2 separate regions of the Gossypium hirsutum genome follow, and region 1 is linked to region 2. Evidence: chromatin contacts called from public Hi-C data. All regions are on one chromosome and are shown on one strand. Each heading gives the region's core, a stretch centred on a gene start, on an enhancer-like site or on the middle of the called end of the contact. The rest is flanking DNA. Distances are from core to core; before and after follow the strand shown. Region 1 holds the start of LOC107886767 (expansin-B3). Region 2 overlaps LOC107886770 (E3 ubiquitin-protein ligase RMA1H1).

Region 1 (7,657 bases), core at 2,420-4,919, 56 kb after region 2:
ACCATGGTTGAAAGATACCATGGCAACCTGATATGAAATGTGTAAGATACCATGGCAACCTGATATGAAATGTGTAAGACCATGGTTGAAAGATACCATGGCAACCTGATATGAAATGTGTAAGACCATAGTTGAAAGATACCATGGCATCATGTCAAAGATAAATAAGACCGTGGATGAGAGACGCTATGACATCTGTTAAACAATTGATATTCAGGTAATATGTATCAGATAACGAATGGTTATATGAAATAACTATTAAGATAGATAAACGAAATAAGTATAAGTACATGGAATATAATTTATGTTAAGTTTGATATAAGCTATTATCGGAATAAATATACATAAAATATATGGAAATGACGGAGCATGAAATATTGATATAAATGAAATGAATGATATATGCTTATGAAGAAACGGTAAGAGAATGATATGTTTCATGACATGTACATATATGATTATCTTTGATATGTTGATACAAGGAAATTATGTAAGTAAAGACAATTATTAAACTCAAGTGTGACATGTCGAGAAAATAAGTATATCAATGTTGAATTTATATGAAATATGTGCAAGTATACTAACAATGACGTGGCTTGACGCTTAGACAAAGGTCAAGCTATTGATTGAATGGTAACATGTTTAATTATAAGAAGCATTGAAATGGTAAGTACTTAGATAAAAATAAAATTTAAGATTTTGCGAAATTTTTTATGATCCCGATTTAATTCCAGTTGGTTTTTAATGTATGTTTGGGGCTTCAAGGGCCCAATAAAGAGACGTTATGATTATTTTCAAAATATGAATAATAAATGACTCAGAATTATCTGAAAATGTTCAGTAAACTCCGGTAATGCCTCGTACCTATTCCGGCAATAGATATGGGTAGGGGTGTTACATCAGCATAGAATAAATGAGAGATAGGAGGACCAGACCGAGATAGACGAATGAGACTCCATTTACTTTTCGAGATAGCCGAATGAACTGCTTGGCCAAGCCAATCCATGCATAAGACAAAAAGATAAGGGAAGAGTGGGCATCCTTACCGAATTCCTCTAGCTAGCCTGAATTTAGACAAAAGAACCCTATTCCATAAAACCCGCATTGTAGAGTTAGTGATAGCGGACATAATAATATTTATGAGAAAAGTAGGAATACCGACAGCTTAAAGCGAGACATTGATGAAGTCCCATCGCACTCTGTCATAAGTCTTCTCCAAATCAGTCTTGATAGTCATCTACTTCCTTTTAGAAGAGCTCCTCATCAAATGAATAACCTCTTGAGCAATAATAACATTATCGGTAATATTCCATCATGCAATAAAACCGGCCTGCTTGGGACCAATAATTTTTGGAAAAATAATCTTAAAACGATTTGCAATAACTTTCATCACAAGTTTGTATAAAACAGAACAGAGGCCAATCGGACTATATTGCGCAAACTCTTCTGGATTATCAACCTTAGTGAGAACAATTAGTGTATTATTTAGATCAACATCGATGTTTGCTCCATTGAAAATGCTTCTAACCTAATTGCAGACTGCATCACCTACAGTGTTCCATTGTTTCTGGAAGAAGAGTGCACGGAAGCCATCACTACCTGGAGCTTTAAGAGGGGACATGTCAAAAAGGGCCCATTTGATCTCCTCATTAGTGACCTGCTTCCCTAACAAAGAAATATCATCCTAACTAAGGCATGGAAACTTGCTAAGAGGCAAACATCCCTTAAGACCAGGAGGCTCCCCATATAAATTCTAAAAGAATTTATTAGCCTCGGCTTCAATATCTTTAGAATTATAAATCCAGTCCCCACTTTCATTACGGATCGTAGTAATATGGCTGTTCTTCATTTGACGCAACGTATGAGCATGAAAGAACTTAGTATTACGATCTCCAAGAAGAAGCCAATCACAGCGGACTTTCTATCTCCAAAGGAATTCTTCATGACAAAGAACATTCTCCAACATCTGTCGAATTTTTAACACCACCTAAGCAAGACGATTAGAGCCTAAAAAATCCATAATCTTTTGAATTCAGGTGAGCTCCTTAACTAGAAGCTTCTTATGAGAAGAAATGTGGCCATAAACCGATTTATTCTAATTATTAAGATCCTGAAAAAATGTACTTAAAGTAACTGACATATTACCAGAGAAACCCCAATTATCATCCACAAATTTTCCAAATTCCGGATGTTCAACCCAACCTGCCAAAAATCGAAAAGGCCTTTCTCTGGGAAGAATAAACTCCGGGTTTAAAGAAAGGAGAAGAGGCCTATTCGACTTAATTTTCAGAAGATGAGTGATCAAACTATTAGAAAACTTTTGGACCCAAGCAACATTCCCCAAAGCCCGATCAAGCCTCTAAAAAAGCGAGCCCCTATGCCAAGTAAATGGGGAACCTCTGTACCCTAAATCATGAAGCTCTGACTTGTCTATGAAATCACCAAAGAAAGGGAAATGCTTACCTTTAGAAAAACCACTTGACTTCTCAGAGAATGAAAGAATACTGTTGAAATCCCCAATTGCAACCTAAGGGTGATTACCCATAGAAATCAAACGTTTTAAAATGCCCCATAGGTCCTTACGTTTTTGCCTATTTGGACTCCCATAAACAAAAGAAATGAAAACTGAACTTGACGAAGACGTAGTCCCAACCTGAGCTAGGATAAACTGAGAGTGATTAAAAATAATCTCAAGGCGGACAAAGTTCTTCCAACCAATCCAAATACCCCTGAGAAACCAATCGCTTCAACGCGATGAGAATAAGGAAAACCCAGCTTAACAATAATATTATCCGCTTTAGAACCACTGACTCTTGTCTCAAGCAAACTGATAATATCAAGACTATATTCCCGATTATATTCTCAAAAAACACGAGGAAACTTATTGTTGACACATTCCTGACAATTCCAAGAAAATATAGTAAAATTCATAGGAAAATAAAAGTTAGAAAACATACCATTTACTGTTGAGAGACAGTATCCCCATCCATGATCAAGGTCGTGCCTTCCGAATCAAAAGTAAGATTCGGATTTGAAATTAATTTGGCTATTTCCTCCGTGGACTCAGCTAAAGACACTCTGGAATTCCCGGAAGCTTTAAAACAACTTCCCCGGCCACGCAACTCATTGGAAGCTTTTCAACTATTACGCCCATTCAAGTCTGTACCTCCATATCTCTCTCTAGAAAAAGGAATTCCATCACCTGTCCTTCCCCGAGATAGATTAACTAAACTATTATTTCCTTTCTTGTGAGAAGCGTCATTAAAGCTAATTGCAGAGTGCTTCCCGGGATCCAATACACCATCAGAAATGGAAACAGGGGTCCCCCAATAACCTTCGAAGGCAGGGTTAAAGTGTGCTTTAATGTTGTCGATCGGTCTAATAATTAAACCCTTTGAGCCTCTTTGAGAAAATCCCAGCTAACAACATTCTTTGAAGTCACGTCTTTTCAAGAAGAATTTTGATTTGAAGTTCATGTAATATCAAAATTCAAATTAGAATTAAAAGCAAAATTATCCAAGTTGATAATTTCATTCGGTTTATGCGCAGCGCATTGCCAGGCCTCTTCTCCAAATTTTTCCCATTAATTCTAGCATAATGTTGGCCCAAAGAGCCTTCCTTAGCCACCTTCAAAGAAGCCCAATAACCAGACGGCCCAAATCTATCTTTTTTGAACCACCCGCATCAGCCTCTTTGGATGACCCATTAGTCAAAATGGGTTTGTTACTTGGACCAGCACAAGAGTCTAAAACCCCCCAAATGAATATTCCCAACCCTAGCATTTAATCCACCAGCTCATGCAGCATTAAAATCATTATTTTCCACCGACAAAAGATTCTCAACAGCCATATCACGATTATTGCTATTTTCGCTTTTATCACCCCTTCCATTAACGCCGAGAACCTAGAAGCCAACGGTTCCTTTTGAGAAATTGCTCCGTTATTCACTCCTTTGTTTACGCCTGCGTTCCTCAGACCTTGCCACGATCTTCTCTCTACCAGCATCCAAGGACCGAAATCTGGCTTTGCTTCTCCAGCAGCTTCACCAACGGCCTCGACTAAGCCATCTTTCACCATTTCCGACAGGTGAATAGAGGTCCGATTCGCAATCACCTCCAGGCATAGATCCTTGACATGCCCATATTTCTTGCAACTAAAACAAACAGTGGGAAGAGCCTCATACTCCACCCTCTGAACGGCACCATCAACTAAAGCCTGAGAAATTAGAGGCTTCTTGAGGTCTAAATAAACAACAAGACGATCAAAACGGCCTCTAGATCTATTATCCGTCTGGAAATCCAATTTGGCTACCTTTCCAATAAGTTCCCTAATAGCCTCCACAATTTGCCGACTAAACAAAAACCCCGGAAGACCCGGCAGCTGAATCCAAGCCAAAACCACATTGGGATACGGTTGCATGTGGTCTAAGGTTGGACGATGAGATATTGCCCAAAGATGATCCAAGGTCCCTGTGATAAAACATGATCATAGTCAGCCCTATTCAAAAAACAAACCAGGTAATAACCATTTTCAATATCCATGAGATTAAACGAAGAACTAAGTTTCCACAAGCTGATGATACGATTATGTAAAGTATTATAACCAATACTTCGCCCTAAGAGTTTGATAATCACTGTTAGTTCCATTTCTTTAAACAGAATTTCTTAAACACGAAAAACTAATGGCTGGGATCCCATTAACGATAGAAGTTTGCATGTCGTCTGCAAGTAAGTCAAGATCTCCATCACTCGCACTGTCTCCTCCAACGGTAGAACCATTGTGATCCAACATATTATTATTCGGGACTCTACCCAAAAACTTATCTTTCCACGAAGGCTCTGAAATCAGGTTAGGGTCAACGACCATGTCTTCTAAAATTTCACTAGCCCGGGTCTTAAACCTCACTTTCTTAGGGGTTTGATCCTTAACAGAATGAGGATCCCCATCATCTCTGTTAACTATCGCCAGCAAAGAAGGAGAGAGATCCTTAGTCATTTTTTCCACTTTATTATTGTAACTTTTTGAAAATCAACCAAACTTGGGAATAAAGGGATGAACTTCATATATATTGTTTTGAGAGCATTACGCCTTCTCTTTTTACTATTTGGAAATGCAAATTGCATTTAGTCAGCAATAATTCTACTAATGCATCAATCAAGAAGACAATAATTGCATTGAAAAATTAGATGAAATCCTAGATCCAAATTTGATGAGATATTCTTTTGGGGAGTTCTTGAAATTTGTGAAGTTCTTTTGTCTCCCAGAATCGTTGGGACTTTGATCACCCACCAAATACCCAACGGAAAAACGATCATAACTTTTTCCTTTTTAATTATATCAAAATTTTCATTTCTGATTGGAACCTTCTTTTCTTTTTCCAACAATTAAAATGTTGCTTATTCCACTCATTTACAAGTGGACTCACCATTATCAGCCATTCATACCCGACTCTTTAATATTAAACTTTTAATCCCACTTACATTTTCGCTTTCCATTTTTTTTTAAAATTTGTTGAATATTTTATTAATTTTTATAAAATTTATTATTATATAAAAAAATTGGATTAAGTACTGCAAATTCTTCATTTACCTAACATTATTTAATTAAATATAAAGGTCAGTTAAAAGTTAATGAGATTGGCAGATGGTCTCATATATTGATCTCACAAAAGTTAAGTACAACATGGACATATATAAACAAGTTATTATTATAATATCCCATAACATTAATTTTGTATTAGAAATAAATATGAAAAATTTATGGTCAATCACACTATGATATTAGTTCAGTGGTCCAATTGCGGAACAGACTTTTTTTTTCTTTTTTTCTTTTTCTAAATATATATTGATAGGGCCACCAATAATTCAAGAATTTCATTTTAGAAAAAGAGAAATAATTCAAAGAATTTCGCTAGCACATGTAGAATTGCCGACACGACATCGTTCCAAAAGCACCAATAATTCCGTAACGACAAACCTTCAATCACATGCTCCTTCCAAATGAAGAACAACAATAATATTATTAACGGTTGATTTCCAACGCTAATTAACGCCTAACGGTCAGTGGACCCCACTCCACACTACTCATGTAATGTCATCTATGTAACTAAATCCAAAACTAGTGGATCCATATTCAATAATTTTCTTCAAACATTTTTCATCTACTTACATTTTATTTTCTTATTAAAAATTAGTTAGGGGTTGAAATTAAATTATAATTTTTATGATAATTTTATTATTTTAATAGTCTATATTTTTATAATTTTTAAAAAATTAAATTAAATTTTTATTATTTTTAAAAAGGTTAAAATATAATTTTATCTTTATTAATTTAAATTTTTTGACTAACGTGAAATTACTTATATTTTCAGCATAAAGAATAGTACTTCTAGTCCAAAAAAACTAACAATTTATAGCTATAAATAACAAATAAAGTTTTTTATGGATGCGATTTTTAGGGGTGATCTCAATGCAATTTTCACATTTTCTTTGATTAAGAGCAATATTTTGAAGTCCTATATAATGTTAAAATTAAAAATCTTCTCAAGCAAATGTTGAAATTGATAACATCAAGGTTTTATATTATAATATCCAACAGCTTGCACTCAAACAATTATTATGATTTTGGCTCTCAATTATAATTTAGTATTTAAATAAAACTTTTGAAAATTTCCTCAAATGATTGGGTTTTTTTGGAACATATTATACCAGTTGCTACGATATGAAATTAACAAGTATATCAATTCATTATTAAACAATAGTGTCATGTTAAACGTATGATTTTATATTTTTTTTTTACATTTAAATAGTAAAGTCTTCAAATATAAATAGTTTTTTAATTGATAAGTATTGTTAATTAATTTTTAAATCTAATCTAAAAAAATCAATAATGCGAATGAGGCTTTTGCTCAATTGATAAAAGCAGAAGTCCTAAGTTTTGAGTATTTAGATTCGAGATCTACCGTACATAATTATATGCATAAGTTTTTGAGTCTTCTCATGTATATATGGAGTTTTAAATCAATTACTTTTAGCTTATTGATAGTTACTCTGAACTTAAGATTGTCCATGTATAAACTTACACAATGCAATGACACTTTATCATACAATTCTATTATTATATGAATGTGGGCATTAATCTGAACATTGAAGTTAAACTTAGGTATTTCTATGGGACAAAGAAAAACATAAGTATCAATTTGAAAAAAAAACTCAATTGGGATAAAAAACACTTAGATACCAAATTGAACATTCAAGTCAAATACAGGATCAAATAGTGTATTAAACGTAAGTTTTCACATGTGCGTTTACCTATATGTACTTGCCATAGATGCATGGAGATCTGAACACCACCGCCTTCAGTCTTTCAACATCAAATGCAAATAAAACTGTCGGCAGAACTAGCTAACTATATATATCACCTGCATTTTTGCTAGCTAATATTCCTTCACTTTTATTGCAAATTACACAATGCTGAGCCGCTGTGGTTTCACTGAGTTTGTTACATTGTGTTGCCTGTTGTTGTTGGAGTGTTTAAAGGTTGCTGGTAATGTCCCCTCCGCACAGGAAGTTTCTGACCTACATTGGCATCGTGCCGTCGCCACTTGGTACGGCAGTCCTGAAGGCGATGGTAGCGACGGTAAGTGCCCCAACAGTTTC
Region 2 (6,993 bases), core at 3,468-5,967:
AACAGGGCAGTTATCCTGATTCATCGATGCTTAGTCCAGGTGGCACGATGATAAATGTACTAGATCCGGTGACCCGAATGTTCAGTGAGATGGTATACACAAGGGCATTTGGGAACTCGATAACAGATTTACATACATATCCGAATTCATACAATCTCGGGGGGACTACTAGTCGTAGGATCAGAAGGCAATTAATGCAAGCCGATAAGTCGCTAAGCAGAATAAGTTTTTTCCTCTGCTGCTGCATTTTCTTCTGTCTTCTTTTATTCTGATTTTGTATACTCTGCTTTGGTTGGCAAAGTATACCTGTATAGGAGACCAAAAATATACAAAATTTCAGCCGGACGTATAAATGAGGCCATCTCCTGTCAGTATGTTATAGGGTTATTTTTCAAGGCTGTAAAATGTTTAAGAACACCAATAATTATATATAAAAAAAATCAATAATATGGTAAAGTTTTTGGCTATTGGATAACTGAAGGGATATTGTACAAAATTGTATCCTGTACGGTTTGCCCAACCAAACCTCATTCATAGCTTAAACTTGTTTAAGTTGTAGCCTTGAAGAATTATTGTTGACGCTTTACCTAATAAGAGGATTCATGTTTTAAATTGCTCCTTTATATGATGTAGTTGTCACTTCATTTTCACTTCATTGTTTATTTACATCATTGTAATCAAATTGCACCTTTCGGTTAATATTTTAATCCAAATTGTATGAATAGCTTTATTTTATCTTTTTGAGCAATTTTAGCATGAGATTGATTATGATACTATTAATTGGGTAAATACTTTAAATTGAAAATTTTAAATAACATCAAGTTTTTATATTTAACTAATAGATTCAATTTGTACAAAATTTTAGATAGAATGTCATATAAAATACCAATTAGAGCATAAATTTAACTGCGTGTGTCATTCATATCAATATAAGATTACAAGCTTACAATATCTATTTACAAAAGTTGATTATTTAATTTTTCCTAGATATAGATAATGAATTCTCTCCTAAATAAAATTTTCCAGCTTAGTATTACTTATAATAAGCATTTTGAAAAAAATATTTTTGAAATTTTCAAAAGTGATTTCAAGATAAAATATGTTTTTAGTCAAAAACTCAGAAACATATTATTTAATAATATTTTTATTTCTAAAATATTTTTTTATCTAAAAAAATGATTACGAGAAGTAATATTAAATTGATGCTACTAAACGTTAACTAATATACAGTAGTTTAAGGGTAGGATTGGGTAGCGGCAACTAATGCCTATAGTTCGCATTTGTAGACCATCGATAAACATGAGTGGAGTAAGAAGAAACTTCCAAGAAAGAGAGATCCGCTGGTTTTTTTCTTTTTTGTTTCTTCTATATATAATTATAGTTAGTTGAATAGAAGGGGGTTATGGGGGCTGTCAAATTTTGACGCCTGAGGCTAAGACTAGGGAAGGGGCCAAAACAGGGTTGCTGCGTTCAGTCTCCTTCACCCTTTCACACAGGCAACGTCATTGCTTTCCTTTTAATTGAGTTTTAGCTTCTTGGATGCAGTGAACATTCAAATAAACAAAATGAAATAAGGTGCTCATCTTGCTTTGCCTGCCCATAACATAATGATAATAATACATATTAGAGAAACACATTACTTTTTTTTCTTTTCCCATTTGTCATCATCATCATCCTGGAGCTGAGGTGACATGATTAATGAGAATGACATCTTCCGTGCAGAGGGTTGGCGGCCTTTCATTTTCTACCAATAACTAATATAAGGATTTGCATTTACATTTCAACACCACAAAACGTGAACTAGAAGTATCAATCACACTAACTATCGAAAGTGAAAGCCAACGTGTAAGTTATCCAAAAAAAAAAAAAAGTAATGTATAACGATGACGGTATTTTATAATTTTTAAAAAGGTTTAAACTTAATTTAACCTTTTTTTTTTTTTAACCTATATACGTTCCTATCTTAAATTGATAAATTCCGTTTCAATGGTTTCGAAGTGTCTGGATTCCCTACTGACTGATATAAAATTTTAATATTTTAAACTAAAATTTAAAAATATCGAAAAACTCAAAATTGTATGTCAAAATATGTCAGATATCAATACATATTATAAATAATTTGACATCGACTTAAATATTCGTATTGTATTGCTCTGATCCGATATATAATTTTAAATTTTCTTCAGAATAAGTATTTTAGATTCCTTACAAATAAATAACATAAAGTTGGTAAAATAAATAAATAAATATTCTTTTTGAAAAAGTTTTTTTATTAACATTTAAGATATAAATAGTTTTACATATTTCTAAGTTTTAGATTATAAATTATATTAAAATTTTTATGTGAAAATCACATATTTAGAACACATGTATATATTTAAAAATAACATATAATAAATAAAATATACAATTTAAAACTAATAATATAACAACACATACGCAATACGTATGAAATTAAAATGTAAAAAAATTCTTTAAATTGTGTGTTAAAAGAAATTTAAATAGGTAAATACAAAAAAAAATTAAGAATATTAAATGCACTCTAATTGTTTACCATGATATTTTCATTTTTTTATAACACGTCAAAATGTTATCATGTTGACGAAAGGAAAATCCGATATAAAAAATAATTATAAAAATTTAATATTAAGTTTACTTGTGATATTAACTCAATCAATGATATATTATCAATATACTAACACTATGGGTGAAAACTTTTCTGTAATAATATTAGAATATATAGAATAATAAAAATGAAACTGTAGTGGTGAAGTTGAGGTTTTATGCATGTTGATGGTATAGGTTTAAATATCATAATTTGTATTTTTTATTGGTTTTATTTAAAATGTAAAAAGATAAAAATACCCTCGTAAGGTTATAACTTATTTCAAATATGTAAGGACAATTTAGTAATTTTTCAACTAAGTTGGTGTTCAATTGACTCAATGACACTAACTCAGTCTAGGCTTAGATAATAGTATAGATAATATATAAATATAAAATAATATATTATATAATTTAAAAACAAATTTTGATGTGAGAAAGAAGTACACTTTTTTTAGTTAAGGGGTGTAGGGGCATAGCCAGAAGTTTTGATAAAGGGGAGATATTTATATAATATAGACATGTTGAAAGTAGGATCAACTTATATTTTTTTAAATTAAGGATAATCTTGATCACCAAATTTAACATTATACAGTCCGAGCCTACTTTAAATAATGTATTTTTTAAATTTAGGATAAGTTTGATCATCAAAATTAACATTTAAAAAAAATGTTAAATACTCAATTTGTATTAAATATTGTAATTATTTAAAGATTAATTATTTTTCCAAATTAATATTTAAGATACTATTTTGTATATTAGTTTACAAAATTAAACTAAAAATGTTACTAAATTTGTCATAAAAATTATAAATTCTATAAAAGACATCAAATTAAAAGAAGTTTTGGAAAACTTTAAGACCAAATACAAATTTATCCTATTTTTAAACATTAATTATAATATCAAAATAAAAATTTTAAAATTTAAAAGAACTGAATTGAAATTTCATAAAATTTAGAGGCCCTTACCAACCCTCCTAATTTCACCCATAAGGGGTGAGGTATGGAGTTGTCTTGATTTGAATAGTTAAACAAAAAGAGCTAATGTAATGTAATTTTGACCACTGAACTTTCATAAATAAGTTCACTTTGATATTATATTTTTTGTCCACTTTGATGTTTTAATGTATAAACTTGAAAAATATAAAAATTTTAATTATGTGGCATAATCTTAAAATGTTAAATCGTTAAGTTTTAATGTAATCCAAATTTAAAGACCAAAATACGTTTACATACCAAAATTAAAAAAAATGTAAATATTGAAATAGATTTAATTCTCAAGTTGAAGGGAAACAAATTATATTAACTCAAAAATAGTAGGTTTAATTTAATAGATTAGGGTTGAGAGTGGAGATGTCCATGAGCTGAGTCGCGTCCAACTAAGATTTTAGGCCCAATAGCCCGGGCTAAAAAATGAGTTGATATTTTTATCCAAGCCTAGCCCATATTATATATGCTAAACCTTGGTTTGACTCAGCTTATTTTTTACCCTAATTTCATCATCCACTCTAATTGACCTTTGTTTCTTCTTTTTTTTTTTTTTGAAAATTAACAAGTCTAGAGTATCAAAAGAGAGAATCCAAATAAATTTTCCCTTGACTGAATTGAATCCAAATGGAATCAAAATGAATAAAAAGCAAAGCAACAAAAAAATCCCAACCTTTCAAAAGTAGTAAAAAGAGAACAAAATTGAGTTCAAATAAGGAAACGTAGATTTAAAGGGAAAGGAAGGATTGTGAAAAGGAAATTGAAGAGAACAATGGGTGAAAGAACAAAGATCTTCGCGTTCAATATTTTCTGCAAAAATAAAGAAATTAAAATCAACGAAAAGCAGCAAAATGAAGAGAAGCAGCAATGGTGGCAATGGCAAAGAAGTAAGAAGCAAGGAAAAATTTAGGGATTAGGGATTAAAGGGAAATAGGGAATGGAAAGGGAAAAGGGAATCCTTACCCAAGATCAGTCCGTTTTCAAAAACCAAATCTTATTTTTTTAAGCTTATATTCTTGTTTAAACCCTCTCATATTTTGGACATGCTTTTGAGTTGAATCAGGTGATACAATTCATGGACAAATCTAGTTGAGACAGGGTTTGGGAGAAGGAGGGCGTAGGCCTTGAAGTTTTCAAGGCCGAAATAATGGATGGTAAAGCCTATCTGCTGTGCGGGCTGTAGCCTCAGACCGTTAAGCCTATGGTGTTTAATTGTGTGATTGTTAATCTTGGTTACATTATTAGGAAAATAATTTATTGGTAGATGGACGAGAATTTTTTTGTCCGCATTTGTTTCATTTTTCATATTAATGTTGAACTATCACTATAAGCTTTATAGTTCATAACTGTCGATTATATTCATATTTACTTCACTAATTTCATTCATTCATTATTTTTAATTTAATATTAAAAATAATTATAATTGATTTATTATACTCGCATTTGCAAGTAAATATTTGCATGATTAGAAAGCAGCTAAGAGATTGTTGGACCGAGTTAATGATAGCTCTCCTCCCATCTCTCGATTATTATACATTGGTCATCACTCACCACTGGTTATGTTAAATGTAACGTAGATGCCGGAGTGATAGCATTGCGGATGTAACTTCCTTTGCTGCTTTAGTTCGCAATGAGACCGGCTTATTTTTAAGTGGCTATTCAAAGTGAATATCGGGCCAACAAAACCGAAACGTGTTTGAAGCAATCGCTTTATGGGAGGCTTTTGTCATGGCTAAAAGCTTTGAGGATGGAGAAAGTGGGTCTGGAGTCGGATTGTTAGGAAGCTATTAATTTTTTAATTTCGAAGAAATCCATTAAATTTGAGTATGGGTTACTCTTACATGATTATCTTATGTTAAAATCTCAATTTCAACATCTACCCTCTCACTAAAATAGATGGGATGCCAATAAAGTGACTCGCCATTTGATTAGAGTGGCTTTATTACATGCAAACCATCGTTACCTCTTCTTTTGTTACATCTGTTGTATCTTTTGATGCTTCTTCTTGTACTATTAGCGAAGTAGAGGGGTTAGGACTGGATGTATCACATAACTCTATTAACTTAGGCTTAGATTGTCGCTTTCTTTGTTCGTTCTGGTCTATTTACCTTTTGATAGATTAGTGAATTGGTTATATATATATATAAGACTTTAGATGTTTGGAAGATCCTTATATCAGTATTAGTTATATATTTTTTTTCCTGCTTAAAAACTTCAGATTTCTAGAAGTTGGGTATTTTGTTTTTCAATATTCCACTAGTATTAATTATAAAGAAAGAGTGATAACAGAAGAGGTTGGAGCTTATTGGTCGACATAAGACTCAATCCTGGGGACAAGCCTCATACAAAGATTTTCTAGCTATCTAATCATAAGTTTTCGTCACGAGGGGTAAAGCAAAAGGACACATTAAAATTGTTAGGAAGAGATGAGTGACTATCGTCAACAATTGCTAAGGTGTCTTAAGGAATATGAATCTTCCTTGAGAGAGCATCGATCAATAAAGATGTCTTGCCATGGCGAAGTTAAATAAGGGAGGAGCCAAGCTTGATACCTAAGGCGGCAACCGCTAATGCAGAGGATAAGTGCATTTGGGCGTTGGCTCCAGTCAGTAGATTTCCTTGACTGTCACGGGCTAGGGCTATGCTTTGGAGGTTGAGACCTGGAATGCCATATCACAGTTGATCTTGATGGCATTCTGGGACCAAGGAGTCGAAGCTTGAGGTCTCTAAGATGCGGTGGGTGATTCAAGAAGTTGGATCCATTAAAGCTATACCATTGAAGTTCAAAGCTCTCCAAGTAGGAAGGGCCAAGGGACAAGAAGAGAATGTGTTCCAAAGTTTCACATCCCGACTATGGTCGAGTAAGAAAAAAAAAAGGGAGACTCAAATTGAGGTTATTTGGGCAGATTATGGAATTTTATTTAATTTATAATTAATTTTGATTTTCATGATATAAAAAAATAGTTAAAATACTTAAAAGTTTTATATAAATATATATATATTAAGAATATCATAAAATTATATAAAAAAAATTAATACTTCATCAAATAATATTTAAAAAATCATAAAACAAATCTCATTTTATAAAAACCAAATTAAAAATCTAAAACTAAAAATTGATATGAAAAGGTTCGAAAATTGAATCTAATCAAATTATGATGGTGATTTGAAACATTAAAAAACAAATCCGACTAAATTCAACCGATATCACCTTTCGTCCCTGCCTAAAACAACTAGTAGAGAAGATTTGATATTGATGAAAAGGGTGTTGTTAGAGGGCATGACATTGTATTTGGTACAATGTTGAGATTTCAAACTTCCCCAATCAACTTTATTCCATGCAATTCGAAGGAGAGGCAGAAGTTGTATCATGGGAAGTGGCCATCGTTAGTAGGACTCATGC

Evidence for each region. Hi-C and Micro-C count contacts between places; a contact is called where the count stands out from the background.
Region 1: a contact with region 2 is called in a Hi-C map of leaf, with 1.8 times the contacts expected there. The contact joins two enhancer-like sites. A contact is called at or near these places in 3 of 34 Hi-C or Micro-C datasets (all in leaf).

The regions. Positions count from the first base shown.
Region 1 is chrA03:105,880,917-105,888,573 of Gossypium_hirsutum_v2.1, forward strand. LOC107886767 (expansin-B3) reads left to right here and starts at 7,317. Exons shown (of 4, transcript XM_041100811.1): 1 at 7,317-7,637. The coding sequence starts at 7,469. Within about 2 kb of position 3,670, at least 8 of the 9 cell types and tissues checked have an H3K27ac peak or open chromatin away from gene starts, as enhancers often do. A contact at or near this core is called in leaf, where this site is marked.
Region 2 is chrA03:105,823,749-105,830,741 of Gossypium_hirsutum_v2.1, forward strand. It overlaps LOC107886770 (E3 ubiquitin-protein ligase RMA1H1), which reads left to right. Exons shown (of 2, transcript XM_016810822.2): 2 at 1-623. The coding sequence ends at 272. Among protein-coding and RNA genes, the nearest start is that of LOC107886770, 5.5 kb to the left of the region's middle. Within about 2 kb of position 4,718, at least 5 of the 9 cell types and tissues checked have an H3K27ac peak or open chromatin away from gene starts, as enhancers often do. A contact at or near this core is called in leaf, where this site is marked.